2 separate regions of the Arachis hypogaea genome follow, and region 2 is linked to region 1. A link is a contact called in public Hi-C data. All regions are on one chromosome and are shown on one strand. The core of a region is the stretch at or near the end of the contact, and the rest is flanking DNA. Distances in the headings are between cores, read along the strand shown.

Region 1 (6,063 bases), core at 1,210-3,709:
TTATTAATTACTACAAGTTTTATATATCTTTTGAACATGTGATTTTTAGATAGTTTATAAATGTGAAGTTTTTTTATTTTTAAATTAAATTTTGGGAATTTAATTTGATTCAATATTGTTAGACGATTTACTTATAAAATGATCATTCGTTGATAATTTAACATGAAGATATGCAACAAAAATTAATTATTATGACTGTTAAAATGAGTCGTGACTTTTGATGAATATGGAATAACTTTAATTTATATAATTTTTTTTATGTTGTATTATTAATATGGACCACTCTTGTTTTCTTAACTACTAATATTCATTGATGTAACACATTAAAAGAGAGGAGCAATCAAACTAAGAAGGAAGACATCGAATTCTCTTACCCCAAAAGTAACCTGAAAGAGAAAAAAATCTATATGTAAATGTAGTCTATAACTTTATATACATAATTGAATACTTGATAGTTTATTTTTTATTTTTTTTGTAAATATGTACATGTAGCTTGAAGTGATAAACAACATAACTTCTGGAAAATTATTGACATAGGAAAAAGATACAACAATAAGAAGCCACGATTTCAAAACATAAGAATCTTTCAAACAAAAGAAGAAAGTTGAAAATATCTTCTCTTTTTTCATGAGTTCAAAAGTTATAAGGTTCTAATGGAAAAGGACATGTAAAAAGAACTATTTTTCAATCTTATCTTTTGTTCCTTCTCAAATTAGAAGGGGTAGTTTAATTTTGATGATGAAAACGTAAGGAAATTTAATTTGACATCATTTTAAATATAATAAATGGTTAAAACTAGTAATGTTATTATATATTTACATATTATTAAATAAAAGTATTTTGATAAATATGTTTATAATAATCAGTTTTGAATTTTGATTAATTACTTCAAGTAATAAACAATGCATTCATGCAGTGCTAGCTGTCCACTCTTACAGTGTCATCACAATAATTTCACAGTAAAAAGATACATCAGACAGCAATGCACACGATCGAGGAAGAACAGGGACATGTAAGTCACACAAGTTGTTATTTTCATATAAAAAAAAGTAATAAACACTTACCTTATCTTATTATTATTGGATTATTACATTTATTTTTTTTGAATCCCTGAATTAATCACTCATCAACTTGAGATGTGTAAAAAATGATTATTTTTTTCTTTAATTTATACTAGTTTGAAAGCTAAGATTAGCTGGCCCCTACTATGTATTTGATATACTTAGTAACGGAAACAGATAAACATAACCAAACTTGGGCTTTGATGGCAACCGCTATCAGTAGACAGTGGCCTACCTAGGTTCATAAGGAACGAACCTAGCTTCTTTCTCTGTATATCCACCTTCACCTTAGTGATCATAAAGTACAAAGCAGAAATAGCTAAAAGGATGTGTGTGAGTGTGATATTCACATTACGAGGGTAAAGGTGCTATTCTTTTATATGCTGCTTAAATTTTGTTTGATTTATTATTTATCGTTATTTTTTAAATTTAATTATTTAATATTTTTAGTAATTAGAAAATAATTTTTAAATGCCATAATAAACACCAGTAAGACCACAGTAAATATCACATAATATGCTACTATATATAGCGACAATCTCAATAGTTTCTTGTTTTCACTCTTGTGTATATGCATACCTTCATTTATTCAAGAATAACGTATTAATTCAAACGGTCTAAATTTATCTTATTTAATATTTATTTATTATATAATATAATATATTAAATAAAATAAAAAATGCTAAGTTTTAATAATTTTTAGCGAATATTCTTTTGTTACCAAATATTCTCAATAATAATGTTGGGTAAAACAGTTAAAGCTGCAACTAATTTTTGTTTTAAGATCAGCCTAATTGCTTAATCCTCTTTTTCCCCCCCGGCCTCCAACTTGGATGAAAATTTTCCTCTAAAACTTTCGTTTTTCTAGTGCCCCCTTTTAATAAAAGGTAAATTTAGATGTCAATTTGTAATGGATGGTCGTATACTATTCGTTATGATGGTTCCTGCACTTTAATGATTTCGTCTTTGACTTTTCAACAATTCTAACAAAGTAACAAATATTTGTGAGTAACGTGAGAAATGCTAAGGGAAGATTAGTAATTTAGAACCATGTTTGAAACAGAGATTTTATAATTGATGTTTTGATATGAAAATAGTGGTATTGATATAGTTACAAGAATTCTCAAGTAAATTTTTATTGTGCACTTAGGATTCGAACAATCATATACATGTTTATCTATTTGTTAAATCCATCCCTTGAGGTAAGAATTTTGTCATGTTTCACAAATGGTGAACTCTTCATGATCTTTATTGCGAACTATTGAGATATCATGTACGATAAACACACTTTTAATTTGTTACTCCACTTGGAGTTATAAGCGTTAATCTCCACCCTTCAAAAGGCCATTATGATGATAATAATAATTAAGCGGAGTTCCATGTGAAATATTGCTAACAAAGACACTTATCTTAAATAAAGTAAACAGAAAACTGCAGCTGTACGCTTGAAGAGGCAGAAACATGCGGATATGCTTCGTTGCTTACTACAAAATGATATCATTATCCTAAAACAGGATCGGAGGCAACTTGCACTAATTTATGGCCAAATTGATATAATTAAGTAATTGCCTAATAACTAATTATTGCAACTATTTTGCCAATTGGTGCCGAACTCCTGAAATTCGGCTAATTATTATTATATATATATCTTCCTAGCTCTTACATGAACAAAAATATTGATTCTTTTGACTTGGCCATAACTCTTAAGTCACAAACTAGAAGTTAAGGAGGCAACATTCTTGTATATTGATTGGTACTGCAATTGAGGCTGTCAGGACTTTAGATGCTTCAGAAAAAAACTAAATTGCAGCGATTGTTTATTTATGTATTGGTGTTCATGGGTTCAGCTGAGTTCAGTGAAATATGGCTATAGCTTCCTCTGCAGTTCATGCAAAACGCAGCAGCAGAGTAGTTTCCCCTGTTTAATGGACAACAACCACTAACAGAATGCCAGAATATTGTGATGTCCATGTTCTTAATTATTCTCAGCCTAATTTTTGGCATCTAGAGTCGTGGGTTACCACTGATAATGAAACAAGTTGGTAAAATAATGTAACAACTTTAACATAACACTAGCTTTTCTAGTTTTCTATAACTATTAAACACACCAATTGTTATCATTTGAGCCTTTACTTTTAGCGTATCGCGTTTAATTAAACCTTTTTGGTTTAGAGACTTATATCATCAAAAGCTCAAAGCTTCACCTTAGTGGAGTGCAACCTCACTCTGATCTGATCAAAATTCTGTCTATGCTGGATGAGTGGATGTTAATATCTTCCATCAGCATTATACGAAAAGAATCATTATTTCTGAAATATCTTGGTATTATTTGAAAATAATCAGATCCATATATAAAATTGTGTAACCAAGAGGAACAACGACAAGAGTCTTTTTCTTTTCTTAAAGGGCAGTAACAACAAAGACTAGATACAATTTTCTCGCCTAGATCACTCCGTCCCCAACAAGGGAAAGAGGAGACTTCAAACTGTAATTAAAAATTAATCAAACATATTCAAGAAAGAAAAAAAAGGCCATTCAACTTAAAAATTGAACAAATGTGATTTGGAAAATGCGAAAATCACTAAAGAGAGACGCAGAGTAAAAAGTACAATTACAAATTACAAGCTATGGTTGTTTTTCTTTTACCCTCCCCTTTTATTTATCTTCTGCCTCTGACTCGCTCACTCTCTCACTCACTTCACTCGGTTACTGAGTCACTCTTCTTCCAAAGTTTTCTTCAAACCATGCCATTTCCCCAATAATAATCCCCAATTAATCTACAGAGTATATAATAGTAGTAGTAGTAGTAACAGTAGTAATAATTAAGGTCACCATCCATCCATCCAACTCAGGCCCCACGCGCCGAGTCAACTCACTAAGACTCGCCGCCAGAAGAAAGGGGTGGAAGCTTCCACGCCGAGGTCGCAATCAGGGACCTGGTGTGCCACCCAAGCATGAGGCACCCATTGTTCTCCTCCACCCTGTACCCATCCCCACCCGCAAACAGCGCCAGCAACATGCTCGCTTGCTTGAACGCGTTCGACCCCAAGTGGACCGCCTCGAACCCGGCCGACCCCATCCTGGCCCGCCACTGCGTCAGCGTCTCGTGCCGCTCCACCCGGTCTGTGCCCTCGCACGCCACCACGTTGCAAATTTGCCTCCCGAGGTACAGCTCCGACATCAATAGGTCCTCAGTCGGCGGCGGCGCCGCCAACCCCGTCGCCACCGATCCCTCCAGCGAGTCAAACAAACTCGAGTAATAATGCAACGCCTCCGTGAACCGATCCACAAAAACTGGACCGTTGTGGTTGGCTTCCTGCTCCACCACCGTGAAGATCTTCGGCTTGATCTTCTTAACCGTGCCAAGAACTTTCTCGATGGAGCCGGGGCGGGCCAGCATGCGATGCAACTCGAAAACGGAGTTAACCGCAACGGCTTCTCCGGGTCGGATCTCAAGCATTTCGGGGTCAAGATCCGAGAGGCTAGAGCAGACGAAGCCGCGAAACTCGAACTGAACGCCTATGGTTTGTGCCAGTTGTGCAAGCTTCCATCCGACTTGCTGCAGGGAGTCAGTGTTGTCGGTCTGCGGCGGGCCTATTCCAGTCAAACGGAAAGTGGGTGGGCCGCCGGGACGCAATGTGAGGGCTTGCAGGAGTGCGGGCCACTGCATCCCTTGCTTGAGGCCGAAATCGATGACGTGGACCCTGGTGGCAGAAGCGAAGGCCTCGAGTATGGCCTGATTGGCTGTGAAGTGGGCGAATTTGAGGTAAGGGCAGGACTCGTAGAAGTGCATGTGGAGCACATCTGAGAAAGAAGAGTCCATGGCTTCTTGAGGGTAAATCTGGTAAATCCTCCTCGCAAGTGCCTGTGCAAAGTAAGATGCAACTTTCTTCATGGCACCGGCCTGCGACTGCGCGAGTAGCCCCACGTGCTTCACTAGCGCGTCTGCCAGCTTTAGGTTTTCTTGCTGGACTGCCTCCGCGCAGGCTAAGAGGGTGTGGACTAGACGGACACCTGTTTCTTGGGAATCCACAAGCACAACTGGCCGGGTCGGTTCTTGAACACCCTCTGACCCAATTTCTGGAACACGATTCGTTTTCAGCCGTTTGTTGCTGGGTTCGTCGTTTTGAGGGTAAACGGCGATGCCAGGTATCGCTCTCAGGTCGTACTCAGAGTCGTCCGTGAAGGCGCGTGAGGGGTTCTCCTCGATTTGGGAGCTGCACAGCAGTGAGCTGCTTGTTCCGTTTGCGGCAGCGGTGCTTGGGGGAGGGTTGAGCTCATTGATCATGCTCTGCACCCAGGAGTATAGATCCGTAGGGTCGTAGTGAACGGTGTCAGTAGCCAGGTGTGAAATTCCGTCTTCTTGCGCGGTACCCATAACCATCTCCAGCTGCTCCAGCTTCTGGGCCACGTCAGCCATGTCTGAGTTGCGAACCTTGTAACCAAGAGCAGCGAGGAGCTCGTCCATGCCGCCGCCGCCGCCGCCGGAGCTTGGGTCATGGTCTTCCTCCCACATCTTGGCCTTCCCGCTCGACATTGACGAGCATTCGCCTTTGGCCACGCTGCTGCTGCTGCTACCTTGCTGGCCATAGCTGGAGCCAGCTTCACTGTGATCCCTCTTCATCTCTTTGATTGCAACAAGAGAAAGGCAGAATCCGAAAACGATGGGAATGGAGATAGGATTAGAATTGGGGTTCCAATCGGGTCACATAGCAGTGGGAGAATGGAGGGAAGGGGGAAGGAGAAGGAGGTTATGAGGTTTGAAAATTGGTATGAGCCGTGAGAGAAGAGAAGAAAATGGGTTGAAAAAAGGGTGAGAGGTCCAAACGCGAAACGAGAGAGAGAGAAACCTCAGAGTGGAAAAAGATAAGGAACAACGGAAGCCATAATAATAATGGAACTCTCTTATTTTTCTCTTCCTCCTTTATATTTTCTGATATTTCATTTCATAAAATTTCTAATATTGAGCTTGATATTTTGTTTTTTTTTTTTTGAGATAAAA
Region 2 (6,063 bases), core at 2,457-4,956, 47 kb after region 1:
TATCCCACTTCTGGTGAGATCCTCTCTTTTGAACATAATTCCTTTTCATTCCATAATTTTTTTTGTTACCAAAACCTTTCCATTTACTTCAGGAAATGGGGCAGCGCCAGCTGGGCACACTTCGTGATTCTTTAAGAGCAATCATTGTTGCGTTCAGCAATAAGAAGGCAAGAAATTAGTTCAGAATATTTTTTAAATCATTTTTCTCGATACTGCTGCTGCAAGAGCACATTCGAGGCATAGAAGGTTGAGAAAGTTTTCTCTAATATATCATTATCAATTATCTTTTTTCAACATAATTTTATTCTCGAGGTGATTCAAAATATTGCAGAATTATATTCATTTATGGATTTAAAATCATGCAGACGCAAGTGCATACATTCATATCGAGTTTGAGGAAGTACCACACCGTCTTTTGATGATTATACTTTTCTTCAAGGTCTTTCCACATATCTGCAAGATCTTTTAATGTGAGATGTTCATTTTTCAATCCCCCATCAAGATGACGACGAAGGAAAATCATGGCCTTAGCTTTATCTTTCTGAGATACATTATTTTCAGCCTTAATGGTATATTTAAGATCCATTGAATCAAGATGGATTTCAACATTTAGTATCCATGATAAACAGTTGTTTCCAGATATATCAAGAGCATTAAATTCAAGATAAGAGAGTTTCGACATAATAAAAATTTGTTACCTGAGTATTCCTAAAATTTGATCAGAGTCTCGTGCTGATAACATGTTGTGAAATAAATAAATAAGGAAAATATAAATATAAGATAGAGAAATATAAATATAAAACTCTTAATATTATGTTCATCAATATAATTATTTTGATATAATAGAAGTAATTTATATATATTACCAAGTAAGGTCATATGTAAAAGGGGGAGAAGAGTATAAGAGAGAGAATACTGATATTGATTATTGATTGTGTGTTGTGTGACGGGGTTAAGCCTCTATTTATATACGTATATGATGACACTTTTTTAAACTATATTAAATACGGTCATTCTTAAAAAACTATATCTCATAAAAAATGGACATCCACATAAAATGTAATAAGATATTCTTATCACAACACTAATAATAAAAAACTGATTTGTTCTTTCACTTAAACAATGATTACAAATTTAAACAGAGTTAAAATTTATAATAAAGTAATCTTTAATTTATTAAATTGAGGAATAAAAAATCTTAAAAAATATCTTAAAAAGTGACTTAAATAAATACATTTATTTTTAAAAACAAATATATAAGTTAATTTTTTTACAAAATTTATTATTTTTTAAAAGTAAACAAAATGAATAAAAAACTAAAATAAATATTTATTTTTTAAAAAAGTATTTTTCCTATACTAAAAACACAAACAAAACTCAATATCCCTTGTTTTAGTATGGTAAACTAAAAAATTAATTAAAAAATAAATTAGTCGTTAATAATTAATTAATTTTTATTTAAAACATAATTCACTTTCTATGAATTGTTTTGACCCTATGGCTAATCGAGTCCATCAGGTTAAACTCGATTAAATTCGACTTTAATTAATTTGAATATCAATTTTAAAATTATAAAATTTGAACAACCTAATTATTCAATTAGTTTAATATTAATTAAAAAATCTAATAATATATTTATTTAAATTGATTATATATTGTTTTTTATTTTTTATTATTATTATTATCATATATTTATAATATTTAGAAAACTTTTTAATTTTTTTCTTTTTTTTTTAAGTTTTGTTGAATTTTATTTTCAATCAAATACCTAATTATTTATCTATTTAAACTGATTCAATTCGAATTTAATCAATTTAGATTAGTTGAAGTCTCTTCATATTCTATCCCAAAAAATATAACCAAATCTAAATAAATAGAATCTCATTTAAGAAATTCAACTACAGCTACATTTACCTGATTTAGTGGAAATAGGGTATTACGACAACACTTCAATCTTACTTATTTGGATAAGTAACTAACTCATAAGATATCTTCTATCTGTCTAGAAAGAAAATTTTAATAACTTCTTTAATAAAAAGGAACGGCCATCCACCATCAAAGATAGAACTACTCTTTAATTATTATTTTTTTTATAAATACACTAATACTTTCAGGTATATTTAGCATCTAATCTACTAAATCTATTAAAAATCAGGAAAAGCTCTACATCCATGTAAAAAATACATGGATGTTATCTAAGTAACTTCCTCCACACACGCGTTCTCCCACCCCACAGTCGTTTGTTATACACGCGTCTCATATAACATATCACGTTTTTGTTCTTCTTCTTCAACCTAATAAAATTTGTCGTTCTCCTCTATTCGCGTTTTTCTTCTCTACTCGCATTCTTCATTATTGATCTGCATTAAATTCAACGTAATAAGCTCTGTAGTTTTTCTTCTTCTTCGTTTTCTTCTTCGATCTACACTTCTGAATGGAAACAATGAATGATTCAACTTCAAATCAATTGAATGAGGTTATTACGTTGAGACAGCTAGGGAATGATTGCTACATGCTATCACAATAATCTTAAACATTGAACAAAGTAAAAAGAGGCCACCGAACCGAATAACATTCATTTGGTGAACCGAAATCACAAAGGCCACCGAACCGAACAATGTACATGTGGTGAATAAATGGTGATCAACTTTCAATCAACAATAATAGTATTTCTCCATGTAAAATGAGGCCACCAAACCGAACAACATTCATTTGGTGAACCGAAATCACAAAGGCTACCGAACCAACAATGTACATGTGGTGAATAAATGGTGATCAACTTTCAATCAACAAGAATAGTATTTCTCTTCCTCTTTCTCCTCCTCCTCCTTCTTCTTTCAAATTTGCGCTCGTAGGTTCTTCTTCTTCTTCTTCTTCAGTTCAGTGGATAGTGTAACTAGGGCTTTGAAATTGGTTGTTACTCTGTTCAGTACTTCTTTTGCATGGCAAAATACTATTATTGTTGATTGAAAGTTGATCACCATTTATTCACCACATGTACATTGTTCAGTTCGGTGGCCTTTGTGATTTCGGTTCACCAAATGAATGTTGTTCGGTTCGGTGGCCTCTTTTTACTTTGTTCAATATTTAAGATTATTGTGATGCGTTTCGGAAGAATAATCCAAATCGCACTCATTCAACTGATTTTGAAGTTGATTCATTCATTGTTTCAATTCAAAAGTCCAGATCGAAGAAGAAAACGAAGAAGAATAAGAAGAACCACAAAGCTAATTACGTTGAAGTCAATCCAGATCTATAACAAAGAACGCGAATAGAGAAGAAGAAGAAGAACAAGAAAGAAAACGCGATCAGAGGAGAACGGTGAAGTCTATAACGCGAGTAGAGAAGAAGAAGAAGAACTGAGGAAGAAGTAACGTTTTTTCATAATAAGCGGGCGCGTGTTTTCACTCTCATTAATGCGCGTGCCTCTATTTTGGATTGGATTAATTTAGTTACATGGTTACATGGATGTGTAGCGTGCCCCTTAAAAATCTGCATAAAATATTTGCTAACTTAAACATCGAAATTTCTTGTAGATACCACCTCTCACCTCTTTACGAAGAACTCAAACGACGACATCTCAACACAAATCGAACGAACACTGCTTCAAAAAAAATCTAAATCTCATATCCAAGCCCAAATCACCGTTTTAGGTAACCGTCAAAACAAGTTCCACTTATAAAAACCCTCAAATTCAAATCAATCCATACCAAGTAAAATAGAATCAGTTCGGGGTTTTCCAAATGAAGCCAAAACCGACCCGCAACACTTATTTTGGGGGTGATATGGCAATTGGCACGTAAAAGGTGAAACGTGACACGTAGTTAGACTTAGAACATTTGGCAGAAGACAAAAGAAAACGCAACCTCATCATCATTCTTCTCCATTCTTCTCCCTTCAAATTCCAATAATTCAAACTATATCAGCTTCCAATGTCCACCGTCAGAATCCAAGCTTCGGCGTGCGCGCTCTACTCCACCTTCAACCACCTCCGCCACCGCCCCAACTCCGTCGTTTCGCTCAGCAGGAATGCCAAGAATTCTAGCGCCCTCAAAGTACTCTCAATGTCTTCTTCTCCGCCTTCTGCGCCCTTCGAAATCTGCGTCAAAGCTTCCATAACCACTCCCAACAAGCTCGGAGACTGTAAAAACACCAACTTTCACTTTATTTTAGCTTCCCATTGCTTTGCCTGTTCGGAAAATTGAAATTAAATGATACATATTCAGGATGCACACAGACATGTGCTGTGATTCTCCATGACTTGAACGAGCTTGTGTGTTGTGAATAGTGCTGCTTTTGTTTTTGGTTTAGGAGCTTAATTGCATCCATATTATGCCTTGGAATTGGATGGTCATTGTAATGTAACTTATTTTCGAATTGTATAATTTTGATGAAATTGTCTGAGTCCTAGTTCTGAAATAATAAAGGAGGAGTTCAGTTCTGAAACTGTGTTTATTAGAGTGGAAATTTGATGCCTTTGAAGAAAATGGCAGTGGCGTTATCATGTGTTTCGTTTCAGTTTGTGTGTCTGGAATCAATAATTATTCATATGACTTCAATTGAGGGAGGAAAATATTTATGTTTGGTTTTGACCTTTGAACTTGAGGTTCCTATAATCAATTAGTGACGGTTGTTTGAATTGTCCTTCAGGTCCCTTCTGCCAAAGGGTGTTGCTGACTCTTGAGGAGAAACATCTTCCTTATGACCCCAAGTTGGTAGATTTGACCAACAAGCCAGAATGGTGATCTTCTGGTTCATTTCTTTTTGTTAAGTTCTTCCTTTGTACAAGAGTTTACAATTTGTTGTTGTTCTTCTTGTTCTTGTTCCTTTTCTTATTGTTTGTGTTACTGGTTGAGGTTCCTTAAAATCAATGCTGAGGGTAAAGTTCCTGTCATAAAGCTTGATGAGAAGTGGGTTTCTGATTCGGATATCATCACACAAATTCTGGAAGAGAAGTATCCTAGCCCACCATTGGTAACCCCACCCGAAAAAGCTACAGTGTATGTATCTATCTTCTAGATTTCCTGATCATTACTAGATACTTTTGTGCTATTATTATGTGTTTCTTGTGCTTGATGTACTTGGCTTGGAATATTTAGAGAGAAAAATGAAGCATGGTTGCTGCAAATTAGACAAGTCTAGCAACATTTGCTTTCTCCTCTGTCAGCTTTTTATTCTTAAATATTAAGTTGAATATATTAGATGTCCTCCAAATGACTAATACAGGCATGAATTTTTGTATGTAGTGGGTCGAAGATCTTTTCTACATTTATTGGATTTCTCAAGAGCAAAGATCCCAATGATGGAACAGAGCAAGCATTGCTAAGTGAACTAAGCTCTTTCAACGATTACCTTAAGGAAAATGTACGACTTATTTTTGCTTTTCTTTTTCTTCTATTGTTTGCATTCTTTATTGGGTCAGTAATTTGTTGATAAAGTCATAAACATATTTACCATCTTCTATGGTTCTCCTTGATGAACCAAAGTTTGATCTTTGTGCCGTTTCTGTGTATATGTCATGGAGTTATTATGAAAGCTCACATACCCATTCATGATATGCCAAAATCTATTTTTATCTTTATTCTTGTAGACATTCGCTGTAAAATGTACCACTGATATTTTTACTCCCTTTGCATAAGACGTCTGATTTGAATTGAGTTGATTGTTGAATTGGAAGCAAGTAGTCCAGAACTTATTCCTGAACTAGGAATCTGTTGCTTGAATCAATCCTGGGAGGTAGAGACATAAGCTAGAATCTCTCAATTCTTTCCCGTGCTCCAGGGTAAACTCTAATGTCATTTCCAGCACATTACTTGGACAAACATAGAGAAACAAGTTGTTTGACTAATCTAAGGGCCCTTTGCAGGCTTTTACTCCCATATAAGTCATTTAGGTTATCTGAGAGTGATTATGGAGAACTTGATTCATAATATTTGTATGGCACCCTTTGCTATTAATGTGACATCTTGTGTGCCACTAATTCGCCATGCTTAACTAGCAATTACTCTTTGGTATAATTTGAAGTCTGTAAATTAAAACTTGTGCAGGAAACTTCCTATATTT

What was found. A called contact is a pair of places that touch in the nucleus more often than the background predicts.
Region 2: a contact with region 1 is called in a Hi-C map of leaf, with 2.1 times the contacts expected there. The contact joins the promoter of LOC112791636 here to the enhancer-like site in region 1. A contact is called at or near these places in 3 of 8 Hi-C or Micro-C datasets (leaf and an unstated tissue).

Annotation. Positions count from the first base shown.
Region 1 is chr3:130,525,727-130,531,789 of arahy.Tifrunner.gnm2.J5K5, forward strand. LOC112791635 (DELLA protein 1) reads right to left here. Exons shown (of 1, transcript XM_025834546.3): 1 at 3,623-6,063. The coding sequence starts at 5,685. The coding sequence ends at 3,937. Among protein-coding and RNA genes, the nearest start is that of LOC112791635, 3.6 kb to the right of the region's middle. Within about 2 kb of position 2,460, at least 1 of the 3 cell types and tissues checked has open chromatin away from gene starts, as enhancers often do.
Region 2 is chr3:130,571,347-130,577,409 of arahy.Tifrunner.gnm2.J5K5, forward strand. LOC112791636 (glutathione S-transferase DHAR3, chloroplastic) reads left to right here and starts at 3,707. Exons shown (of 6, transcript XM_025834547.3): 1 at 3,707-4,143; 2 at 4,651-4,741; 3 at 4,857-5,000; 4 at 5,247-5,364. The coding sequence starts at 3,933.